Regions from separate parts of the Oryzias latipes genome. Here region 1 is linked to region 2. A link is a contact called in public Hi-C data. All regions are on one chromosome and are shown on one strand. Each heading gives the region's core, a stretch centred on a gene start, on an enhancer-like site or on the middle of the called end of the contact. The rest is flanking DNA. Distances are from core to core; before and after follow the strand shown. Region 1 overlaps LOC101165692 (myosin-10). Region 2 overlaps LOC101167341 (ubinuclein-2-like).

The links. A called contact is a pair of places that touch in the nucleus more often than the background predicts.
Region 1: a Hi-C map of embryo shows a contact between it and region 2, with 2.4 times the contacts expected there. The contact joins two enhancer-like sites. A contact is called at or near these places in 2 of 5 Hi-C or Micro-C datasets (both in embryo).

Annotation. Positions count from the first base shown.
Region 1 is chr1:2,931,293-2,936,696 of ASM223467v1, forward strand. It overlaps LOC101165692 (myosin-10), which reads right to left. Exons shown (of 45, transcript XM_011478025.3): 3 at 2,312-2,468. Among protein-coding and RNA genes, the nearest start is that of LOC101165692, 9.1 kb to the right of the region's middle. Within about 2 kb of position 1,354, at least 2 of the 8 cell types and tissues checked have an H3K27ac peak or open chromatin away from gene starts, as enhancers often do. A contact at or near this core is called in embryo, where this site is marked.
Region 2 is chr1:2,888,939-2,894,817 of ASM223467v1, forward strand. It overlaps LOC101167341 (ubinuclein-2-like), which reads left to right. Exons shown (of 16, transcript XM_023954150.1): 15 at 1-5; 16 at 1,424-2,819. The coding sequence ends at 1,470. It overlaps LOC101165692 (myosin-10), which reads right to left. Exons shown (of 45, transcript XM_011478025.3): 45 at 5,094-5,879. Among protein-coding and RNA genes, the nearest start is that of LOC101167341, 21 kb to the left of the region's middle. Within about 2 kb of position 3,878, at least 1 of the 8 cell types and tissues checked has an H3K27ac peak or open chromatin away from gene starts, as enhancers often do. A contact at or near this core is called in embryo, where this site is marked.

The DNA of each region.
Region 1 (5,404 bases), core at 104-2,603, 40 kb after region 2:
AGTCGCTCAGTTCTAACAAAAATACCAGCTAAAGCTCTTCTTTAGCGATGTAGCTTTCCACAGAGTCCGGTGTCAGACCGTGAAACAAGTGGACAATACAATGAAGCTCAGAGACGCGAGTCTTTCTGCAAGTTTTCGGCAGTTTTCACACTACATCTCCCATGATGCATTGGCTTAAACGGCCAGTGTCCCAGCGCACAATGAGTTGTCCTTGCGAAACGCCTTGAAACCACAACAAACAAACAGTTTCTAAATTTTCTAATTTAACTTTCATTTCATCTCTTAGAAAAAACAGCCGCAACTTCCTGCTTTTCCGGCCACAATTATCACAAAAATGCAGGTGAGATTGCGGGGGGGGGGGGCTGTCGGTCAATACAGACCATGAATCTCTGTTTTTTTTTTTTTTTGGATGCTGGTGTGCCGCGGGATTTTTGTCAAGGTTAAAGTGTGCCGTGGCTCACTTTAACCTTGTGCCTTAGGCCTTAGGCCACTGTACTAAGGCATACGTGGCTTGAGAGAGCCTGTACTTTTGTGTAATAAAATGTGCATGCATCAGCTCAATAGTTTAAAATATACTTTATACTAAAGTAAATCTTTTGAGGTAATGCATACCAGGCAGTTTTATGCCTCCTGACAGATTCATGTCAACAAACTATTGGGATAAATATTTACGCAAAAAGAAAATTTGGACCAATTAGTAGAAAGGTAACAGTAGTTCATCTTTAACTCCACATCAAGTTTTTTTTAATAGTTTAGTTTGAATTAACTGCATTTGTAAAAAAAAAAAAAAAAAGATTCAAGAAATGGGTTTAGTTTTGATCCATCAAAGATCGGATGATGAGCACAAAATCAACAACATCCAGCATTACGTTGTTCTCAAGTTTTTGTTTACAGGGTGGGGGGGTGGCAAGCAGCATCATTGAGGCTCCCTAAGGTTCCTTCAACACATCAACATGAGAAGAGCAAAGCCTTGGAGGGCTGAAAGGCCTGTCTAGTTTGTCGCCACTCCCAGTGGTTAGCCGGCCCAATCGCACAAAGGATCTATTGTCGGGCACAATGGGGTCACCGTTTCTGTTCCTGCTGGGCTGATCTTGGCCGGTCTCTGGAAGCTCGCCAACTTCCACACAAAGACCTTCAAAGACATCACTTAGCCTCAAAAACTCTTAAAAATTGAGGGTTTTTTTCCTTTCTTTTTTTTTTGTAAGCAAACAGATGAGAGATGAAGGCCTCTTGTGTTGGACATATTTTACTTTAACAACAGGGGTTATGAATCTTCTGACAGCGGCAGCCAAAACCCCCCAACACCCGCACGGCAGCAGATGGAGAACAACCGCCCCCCGGGCGATCACATCCGCCACCCAGGCCAGAGACAGCAGGATCGCCACTGGCACCCCAAAGCCAGAGAGCAGGGAGGCATGGGGGGACAGAGAGTGCAGCTCCAGCCCAACCAGACGAGAACCCCCCACCACCACCCAGGCATGAGCCAGGACCCCCCCCAGGGGAGATTTATCCCACGCTCCAGGCAGCCACCCACCCGGCCCCCGGTTGGTCCAGGTGAGAGCAAGGCAGGGGCCGGTCCCCTGACCAGGAGGAAGGCACCCAGGAGAAGAGGGGGTCCACAAGAGGTGTTGTAAACATGGCCCAACCAGGCTCGCCCACAGTTGGAAATTTGGCGAGGCTTAGCACTCAGGGGCAAGGGCCAGAACCCACACCCCAGGCACACGGACACCCCCAGGCTCAGATGTGATGTGATCCCCGGCTCTTGGTCTTGCCAGAATGGCATGCGGGGAGAGAGGGCTGCCGGGCCAAGGAAACCAGCACCCAGGGAACACGGCCGCCGTCGTCGAGGGCCTGGTACCCCCCGCCAAGGATTGGGTAGGGGACAGATGGTCCGAGGTCCCACCTTCCTTGTGAAATGCATGTGTGTGTGTTTGTCAGTGTGTGTGTGTGCATGTATGTGTTGGAGTGTATATGTTGAGGGGTAAAGGGTGTGTGTACTAATGGGGTGCAGTTAAAACTGGCGGATAGGGCACTGAGGGCACATCTCCAGATTACAAAAACTTAAAAAATTGAGTTTTTCTAAAATAAATAAGTTACAACTGCAATTTCAGCAGAAAACAAAATAAAAAGTGATGATGAAACATTTAGTGCTTTTGACAGAAAGCTAACATTACCGGTATATTTTAATTTTGATATGGTTCAAACTGATTTCAAATTTGTTGATCAAATATCACCTTCAATGTTATCCAAAAAAGAGCCTTTTATTCATCAGAGTGGTAAAGGTGGAAGACTGGGATGGGTGGACACTTACCTTGAAGCATACACCTGTATGCAGATTCTGAGATAGCGTATATGTGAGGGGGCATTTCGTGCCTCTTCTTGCCCCTGTACATCTCTATGATGTTATCAGAGTAGATGGGTAGATTTTTGTAGGGATTAATGACCACACAGAAGAGACCAGAGTATGTCTGCAAGGAGAAAGAGGACATGAAATCAAAAATCATGCTCAAGTGAATTCTGTTAGCATGTTCATTTGCATCCATTTTATTCATTACTGCATTGATCTTAAACAAAGAGGAGTGATAAGAAGACTAGTAAGAATAAAAAAATCCATAAAGATTCAAGGACTCAACTCTGAAAACTTAAGAAAATGTACCGTCATTTACTTAAATAGTAGAGCATACCTGATTCCTTTTCAAACGCATTTGTATTATAAGAGTAATTAAAAACAAGAAGTTGTAGATCTGACTCTTGTTTTCCTATCATTTTTTTTACATTTATGTTAAATTTTATTTTAAAAACAGATGCACAAACAGTTTATCAGCCAACACTGACCTGAAGTATCAGTGTTTTTATCTGCATTGGCACTTATGAAATACACATGATCCCCATTGGATACATTATGTCAGAGCAAAAAAGTTAAACTCTGCTGGGAATTGTTTTTTAAATATACAACATATTTATTCTGGTTCAGCATCTTGCCTATCCAGAAACCCTTATATAAGATATCCATCTGCTTCACTACATTATGTACTAAATGCCTAATAATTGTCATAAATTCACAAATATCTTGGGGTATTTATTGCTCATTGCTGTGCCTCAGCATATCTACAAACCTTGTTATGATGAAATATTTATATTTTAATAGCCAATCAGACAGCTGTCTTTCTCCAGTGACGTGCTGACATACATTCAGTCTGACCAGGGCAGGGTTACAGCCTGCTATGGCTGCTGCTGTAGCTGAGGCATTAATCCGAGACAGATCATGGGGTACACACAGTACAAAGAACAGTCAGATTCCATTTGGTGGAGACATTTTGCCCAAGTTATTTTAATAACAAACTTTATCTTAACTTTGGCCTCATGTTTATTTAATAGTTTATTTAAAATTAACTCTTCTTTATATATGTTTTTCAATACCTGGCATCAGATTGTTAATCACCTTTTTTTTGTTTTTACTGTGAGTCTTCCTGATTTTTGTGCTTGGCTGAATCGCTATAATCTCCTTAATGATGTTGTCTGTTGCAGCCTTTGAGCTCACAGGCTCAAAGGCTGCAAAATAACCCAGTTGTGGAACAGGAACAATCTTAAACATAATGTGGGTAAAGAATGGATTATCTGTATGGCAGAAGTTGGAACAGACATCTGACATGTGGCTCAAGTTTCACACCAATCAATCACAAACACAGGTTTAAAGCTCCAGTAAAATCAATAAATAAATTGTATTATGCTATTATGCGTTGAGGACCAAATACTTAAATAAAACAGACAACTTGAGCAGTTAATTGAAAACTGTAGCAGTGAAAAAGATAGAATCTGTATCTTAAAATAAAAAAGTATTGTGGGTGAGTATCTTATGATGTGGTGAGTGATTATAGAGGGTGGGGGTGATGTCACCAGATGGTCAGTAATACACCCTCCCCACCTCTGCCGTGTACACAGATGCTTCAGACTTAACCCCATACAGCAGTCTGGCCATACCCAGATTTGTTGTTCTGGAACCACAAGCAGAATCGTCTCAATCCTCTGCAACATCGCAAGAGTTAAAATCAATTAACGCCAATATTTATGGATGCCAAGAATACGTATACAAATGTACATTTATATGGATGTGATCCTTGGACTGTTGCCACTGTAACCCCTCCAGACTCCCAGAAGGATACAAAGCAGACAGATCAGCAATTCTCACCCAGCGTGAGTTGAAGAATGACTCAGCTGGCTGTCTTTGGCTTAGAACCTCATAAAATGCTAATGGTCTGCACAACATACAACCACTTTGATGCAAGAGGGTTGTGGTTTATATTTCCCTGTAAAGTTTTATAAGAAGAATGTCTATTATGTTACGTAATAATGCAACAAGAGCAAATCAGTTGATAGACCCTGGAGCTCTACATAGGGATGCAAATAAATGAGCCAAACAGGGATTAACCATGAGGCCATTCTCAGTTGGATAAGAACCAAGGACCTCAGGGGTCTCCTCCATCCTTCAAATTGGCAAGTTGGATTTTCTTCAGAATTTCTTTTGTTTTTCTGTCTAACACATATTGCAAGAAAATTGTTTAATGCTTTGCCAGTTAACCCTTTAACATTGGAGATGTTGCTGGCGACACATAAATAAAACACGCTACTGACATACCATAACTCTTTGACCGTTTACCCAATTAACTTTTATCATGGAGGAGAAATTACTAATTGCTGTTTGTGCTCGGCTGGAATTATATACCAGCAAGTCTTTCACATATCGGAACAGAGCTGTAAAAGTCTGAAAATATTCACGAGATTTGCACCGCTTTGACGTTTCGCACCAAGCCTCTTCCAGCTGTAGGTGGCACACATGCGCTAGTAAACAGTAGAAGAGAAAAAGAAGCCCCTCCTTTCTTGTTTAGTGTGAACACCATGGGCTAAATGCACGGTAAAACATGCGCGTTTAGCACTTTCTAGAAAGCGCACCACGTGCCCGTTGTTACCATTCACTTCTGTGAACAACTGAAAATGGAAACAACTATCAGCATTTGTAACATCAAGCAAAAGCTGGTTTCAGGTGTTCCTTTATAACAGCAATGATGCTGAGAGCAGAACAAAATAAAAATTCAGTTACTTAAGAACTGACAGATGTTGCTTATCAGCGAACACCCAGAACTTTGTTTTTGTAGATTGGTTGCCGCATGACTCATCTTTGGCTGCCTTTGCTACAACATGTGGCCATGGACATTTTTCACTCAATTATAAGACCCTGGAGAAAACAAACACCCGTTTTATGTGGTACAACACAACAATACTGAAGCAATACTGAAAAACCCAATGTTTAGTGGAAATAAAGTTGGGCGGGCCGCAGCTCAATGTGAACAATAATATTTTTAAGTCCCAAGACAGCAAACATACAAATCAATGAAGACATTTCTGG
Region 2 (5,879 bases), core at 2,628-5,127:
CTCAGGTAAACGCCGCTTTTGCTCCACCGTCACAGTTCTCCATCATCTGAGAAGGTTCGACGTCTTCCAGAAATGCTGACAAACTGCTGAGTCATGTCTTAAAGGACGAGCTGCATTCAGTAACATCATTTATTTCCTTTCTGAAGGACTCAGATGTTTGTGCTTTTTGTTGGTTCAGAACCGGTTTCACTCAAACTTCTGTAAATGAGAACATGAAGTAAAACCACAAAAACTTTTCTGTGAAGCCGGACTCTGACTGTGTCTGAATTCCTTCCTTACTCCCTACGTAGTGCACTATATAGTGCATTCGCCATTTTCTAGTGCAATTCCACAATCGGGTGCCTTGAAAATTTCCCAGAAGTCTCTGCGAAAACCACTGTACATCGCTGCTCACTAGATCAGCGAATATAGACCACAATGCATTGCGTCGGAATAATTTTTACAAAGAAAATGAATTTAAAGGTATTTTTTTAATAAATCAGCAACGTTTTTTATCTTTAGAAGACAGAGGAATCATAAATGGTCGTCGCAAAACGTTCATATCAACGAGATTTTCATTTCATGAAATCGATGTTCAAGATTCGCCGTTAATTAAAAATAAAGTACATCCAGGGCACTAGATAGTCCCGCACTATATCGTTTTTAGTAGTTAGGGTGGGAATTCTGACACAGCCGATGTTTTTAGGAGGCCTCCTAAAGCTGCGTTCACTCGGAAACGTGCTTTCAGGCGCCACACGAACGCGCATTCATGATTCTTCTTCTGTTAGCGCTCAGCTGGAGGCTCAGAGGGCGGAGTCAAAGCGATGCTAATCCCGAAGGCTTTTCCTTTTCTCAGCTCTGTTCCTATAAGAGTCCGTCTTGGAAGTCATTTCAACCACAATAATTCACGTCTCCTGTCTGATCGTGTTTACAACGGTCGGTACTTCCGTGTTTTGAAGCGGACGCTACACACGCGCCACTATCAAATCCAGGTCCCCGATTGGTCACAGGGCCACTGCTGAGATTCAGCGTGAAAATGTTCAACAGGTTGAACTTCCAGCGCGCGATCAATGACTGACCGGACCGGACTTGAACACCTGTAGAGCGAAGCTCGACCACGAGTGTCCAGACGCGGAAACCTGAAATTGTGGTCTACGCGCGTTTTTGGAGACTTGTCATTGAAAGTGGCGCCTGAGAACAAGTCGCCGCCGCCGCTGTGTTTGCGCCTTGGAGAAACGTAAATGCTTGTCAAGCTACGTTTGGGACTTCTGCGTCGGAAACCCGCGCGTGCATGCGTCACTATGCAGTTTTTTAAAAACGCGGATCCATTGAACGCGCATCGAAAGTTGAACCGGTTGAACTTTGACCAATCGGGGACTTGCTGCGTTTGTGTCCTCTCCGTCCATCGGAGATGTTCACCGTCTCCGTCTTCTCCCCCGTCCAGACGCCAACCAAAGCCAGGGTGGAGAAGTGAAGAGAAAGAGCCGCTGACCTGCCGTGGTACGAAGGGGGAGGGGCCTCCACTGCCTCCGTCAAACGGACCTGAAGGATCTCATCCGTTTGGACGCTTTACCAGAAGGAGTTTGGGTTTGAGAGAGGAGTGAATGTGTGGAATCTTCTGTCAACATGTTTACATACGACCGACCGTGATCACTGTGGAACGAGTGTGAGCGAGCGAGCGAGCCAGCGGGCGAGCAGCAGACGAGCCGTAGGCCCGACCCGACCCAGTTTGTGTCAAAGATCCTGTGAAGTATCGGGACTGGCGACGTTTCTGTGTAGGGTGTCTCTCCGGCCGTGGGAATCGTCGTGTCGGTAGAAGAAGTTTGGCGTCCTCGTCTCCCACAAGTGACTGTTAAGTTTTAGCTTAAGTTAAAACGGATAAATTATTTGTGGTTCACGTGTGAGAGGAAAGGCTGACGATGAATGTGTGTGCGTGCAGAAATGGGACAGACGCTCACGTTGAGACCATTTCCTCTGTGAGCCGGTGAGGCCACGCCTCCCGTTCGGCCCCGCCTCCTGTTCGGCCCACAGACGACATGGTCCCAACGTGAGCGGGTGAGGCCACGCCTCCCATTTGGACGTGTTTTTTGGTGCTCTTGAATCTCACTGGACCTTTTTGTGGATGAAGAAAGACTTGAAGATGTTTCTGGTTCCTCCTGGGTGGAGGAGCGTGAGGGAGCAACAACCAGACTGTAGCCTACTTGAATTATTTTATTTTTTTTTGCTTACTGATAACTTAACGACAAAAACGCCTTAGTTTGTATTGAACAAGTATGAACCCGATCTATGCAGGCCTGAAAAAGCTCCGTTTGCTTTTGGACCTCAGCTTGTCAGAGCATTTCTGCAGATGTTTGAATGATTGATGACTTTTTTTTTTTTTTCTCGGGCGAGTCTTCAGGCAGAAGCTGAAGTTCCCTCCGATCCTCTTCAGATGTAGCAACAGTTCTGGCCGGTTCTTCAGAGGTTTGAAGGACTTCCAGGTCCAGTTCTGAGCTGGACTCCAGCTTTTTAGTTCTCCAAAAACAGAAAAAGATGAATCCTAATTTGTAAAATTTGAATGCAACGGCAGTAAAACTGTTTTATGAAGGAGGGGAGCACATTTACAGGAGCTGATGACGTTTATGACATGCTTTAGTCAAAAACCTGAAGGACTGAAGCTGCCTTTACTGAACAGATGGTTAGTCGTCGATTTGCAGCAGCGTGTACATGGGCGGCGCCGCCTGTAGGTGCAGCGCCGCCTGTAACCTTTGTGCTATCCTATGCACTTTACCATTGGGAGTTGGGTCATCTAGACCCACTATTTACTAATTTGTGATCTTCATTGGTGTCCATGGATTACATGAAATCTTTCCACCTTTATCCACCTTTGTCATGGTAGGGAGAACACCTCAATGGAAGGGGGGGGAGTCATTGGAGAGCAAAAGGGTTAAAGTAAACATGTATTCCAGCCTCAAACCGGAAATAGACTTTATTGTATCTAGCAGGAAATATTTTGTACGCATGGAACTATGATGTGTCCAAATGGCGTGAATCCGAGGGAAATCTCTTTGTAAATCTTCAACGGTTCACAGATAATCACGAATGTTTTTTAAATAAGATCAACAGGAAACTGCAGCTTCTGCGATTACACCAGCAAACACTAGAGGGCAGCATTGTTACCTACAGCTTTATTTGGTGGCGCTGCCCCTTCCAGCAAGGCTGCGCCTACAGGTGGCGCTGCATTTAACCCTTGTGCTATCCTGTGGGGTCAAGATGACCATTGACGTGTTCTCCCTACCATGACAAAGGTGGATAAAGGTGGAAAGATTTCATGTAATCCATGGACACCAGTGAAGATCACAAATCATTGAAGAAAAAAGGTTCAGAGCACTGTCTAGTGGGTCTAGATGACCCAACTCCCAACGTTAAAGTGCCTAGGATAGCACAAGGGTTAACCACAGACATAAGCTCCACCCCCTCATGTATCACATCCAGATCTCTTGGGTTGGACGATACCTGGATCAGGTGTTCAGTCCTTCAGATCAGCTGTGAGCGGAGCAGAAAGTTTTTGTCCCTCCTTCTTTCAAAATAAAGTTTCCTGTTTGTCTGTAACAAAAAAGCAAAATTAAAGTCTCAGTTTAGTAAAAAAAAAATTCTTTAGTGATGGCAGCTTCGTCCTTCAGGGATTCTTCGCTTCGTCTGAACACTGCTGTTTCCCAGAATACCTCTGTTAGGAAAACTGTTCTTCCGTGGTCTGTCTGTGTGCCCCCCTCCCTCTGTGTGTGTGTGTGTGTGTGTGTGTGTTCGTGTGCACGTGTACGCGTGCTCGACCAGCTGGTTGCACCAGAAAAGACGCCAAAGACTGTTGTGGTCCTCCAGGAGGGGGCGCTGCTCGTTCCCTCGACGGCTCCTCCTGCGGAGCGGCGAAGGTGGATGTGAAGTCACGTGACCGGAGCGGAGGGTGACGTCTTTATGAGCCGCGCTCTCTCTACAGGGGAGAGGAGGAGAGACGCGGCACGTGGTGGTCATCTGCTTACCTAATTTGGTCTTTGGTAGTTTATTTTTGTGTGTCTGTTATAAAAAAAATTAAACAAACTATTTGGTTTTTAAATTGACTCCCATCTTTATTTCTACCTTAAATCGCGCCGCTTCGTTTACGTTTTTTTTTATGGCAGAAAATTGCAAAAACCTCCGTTTAATCGGCAAAAGCAGAAAGAAGGAAGTAGAAATGTGACGCAAATAATCAATTGTCACCAGCAGAGGGCGGTATCACCAACTTACTTTGGTACATTAGAGTCAAATCAGAGGTTTTATTCGCGTTTTTGTGTAGTGAAAGCAGATGAGTTCAATGAAAGGTTATTAGTCAGTGCAAAGATTTCTGAGTCTCACAAATGGATTTCAGTTTTGACGAAACCATCTAAAAATAATCAAATGTGAAAGACCAGAGTTATTTATTCTGGTTTATTCTAGAAAAACATGTTCACAAAGTTGATTGTCATGTTTGAAAACTGTCCTTTTCGTTTCCATAGAAGAAATTTTCTATTTGACGTCCTCTGATACCAGCTTCTGTAAGTTCTAGACCATGAAAGGTTCTTGTCTTGTCTGATGCACCAGCGGATCCTTTACATCCTGCGACTCCAGGACCAGAACCAGACCGGAGGCGCCTGGGTGTTGTGATGGTCGGGTGGAGAGTTGGACCCAGAGAAACTTTGCTGCCCGACTTGATGAAAAGAACTATAATCAAAAACCAGCAGAGCTCCGCCCACTTATTAAACTATGGTGCCATCATATGACCCCCCCCCTTCCATTGACATGTTCTCCCTACCATGACAAAGGTGGAAAGATTTCATGTAATCCATGGACACCAGTGAAGATCACAAATCATTGAAGAAAAAAGGTTCAGAGCACTGTCTAGTGGGTCTAGATGACCCCACTCCCAATGTTAAAGTGCCTAGGATAGCACAAGGGTTAAAACGTCTTAAATGTGAAGTTCTGGACGTTTTCAGCTGTCTACCTCCTGGAGTTACAACAACTGCTCGCTAGAGGGCAGTATTGCACAAAGTGAGGATTAAAAAAAGGAGATAATTGTCATTTTTCTGACTAATGGGAACAACAGACGATGAAACATCAGAGGATTCATGTTCCTGAAGACAAACCGTGAATAATGCTTTATTTTACTTTTACAAAAACAAACAGGAAAACAAAAATAGTGTCTTAAAATACAGGAAGGAAGGAAGGAAGGAAGGAAGGTGACGGGAGATTCTGCTGTTTAACAAAAACACACAAAAAAAAAACCTAGTTGTGGATGTTAAAGCTTCCAACCAAAATAAAATCCCGCGCAGCAAATTATCAGCACTTCTGGGTCAGCAGAAGGAGCTGCAGAGCGCTCCACTTCCTGTCCGTCCATCCTCATACTGTGGTTCTGGTTCTGACCCAAACCCCCGGGCCGCTGGCAGATACGAAAGGATCAGAAAACAATGAGAAGCTTTCGCGTGGAACTGTTTCCCTCTCGTGTTCTGGTTTAGTGTCTAAGGCACTTTTAAAGAAACGAACTGATAAGAGTTGGCGTTAGGGGGCGGGGCTTATGGGGTGTGGCCGTCATTCAGTGAGTTCTGGGGTACAGGTTTGGAAGAAGTCGTCACCGTTTCATAATAAAGTCCGAGCACGAATACATTCAAGTCACAGAGCTACACATTTACATCTGCAGACGTGAAAACCAAAGCAAAAGCAGCCGAAATGATCCGCGTGAGAAAAACTGGGAAATCTTTAGTCAGAATTGACAGTTTTAATAAAATCCCGATCTTTGTCAATGCCTACATTACCCATAATTCAACATTAGAAAGCTGTGGGTTTGATAACATCTGGAGGTGAAGCACAAACATGGAAGTTTCATTATTCCAGTTCCATCCTTTATTTCAGCT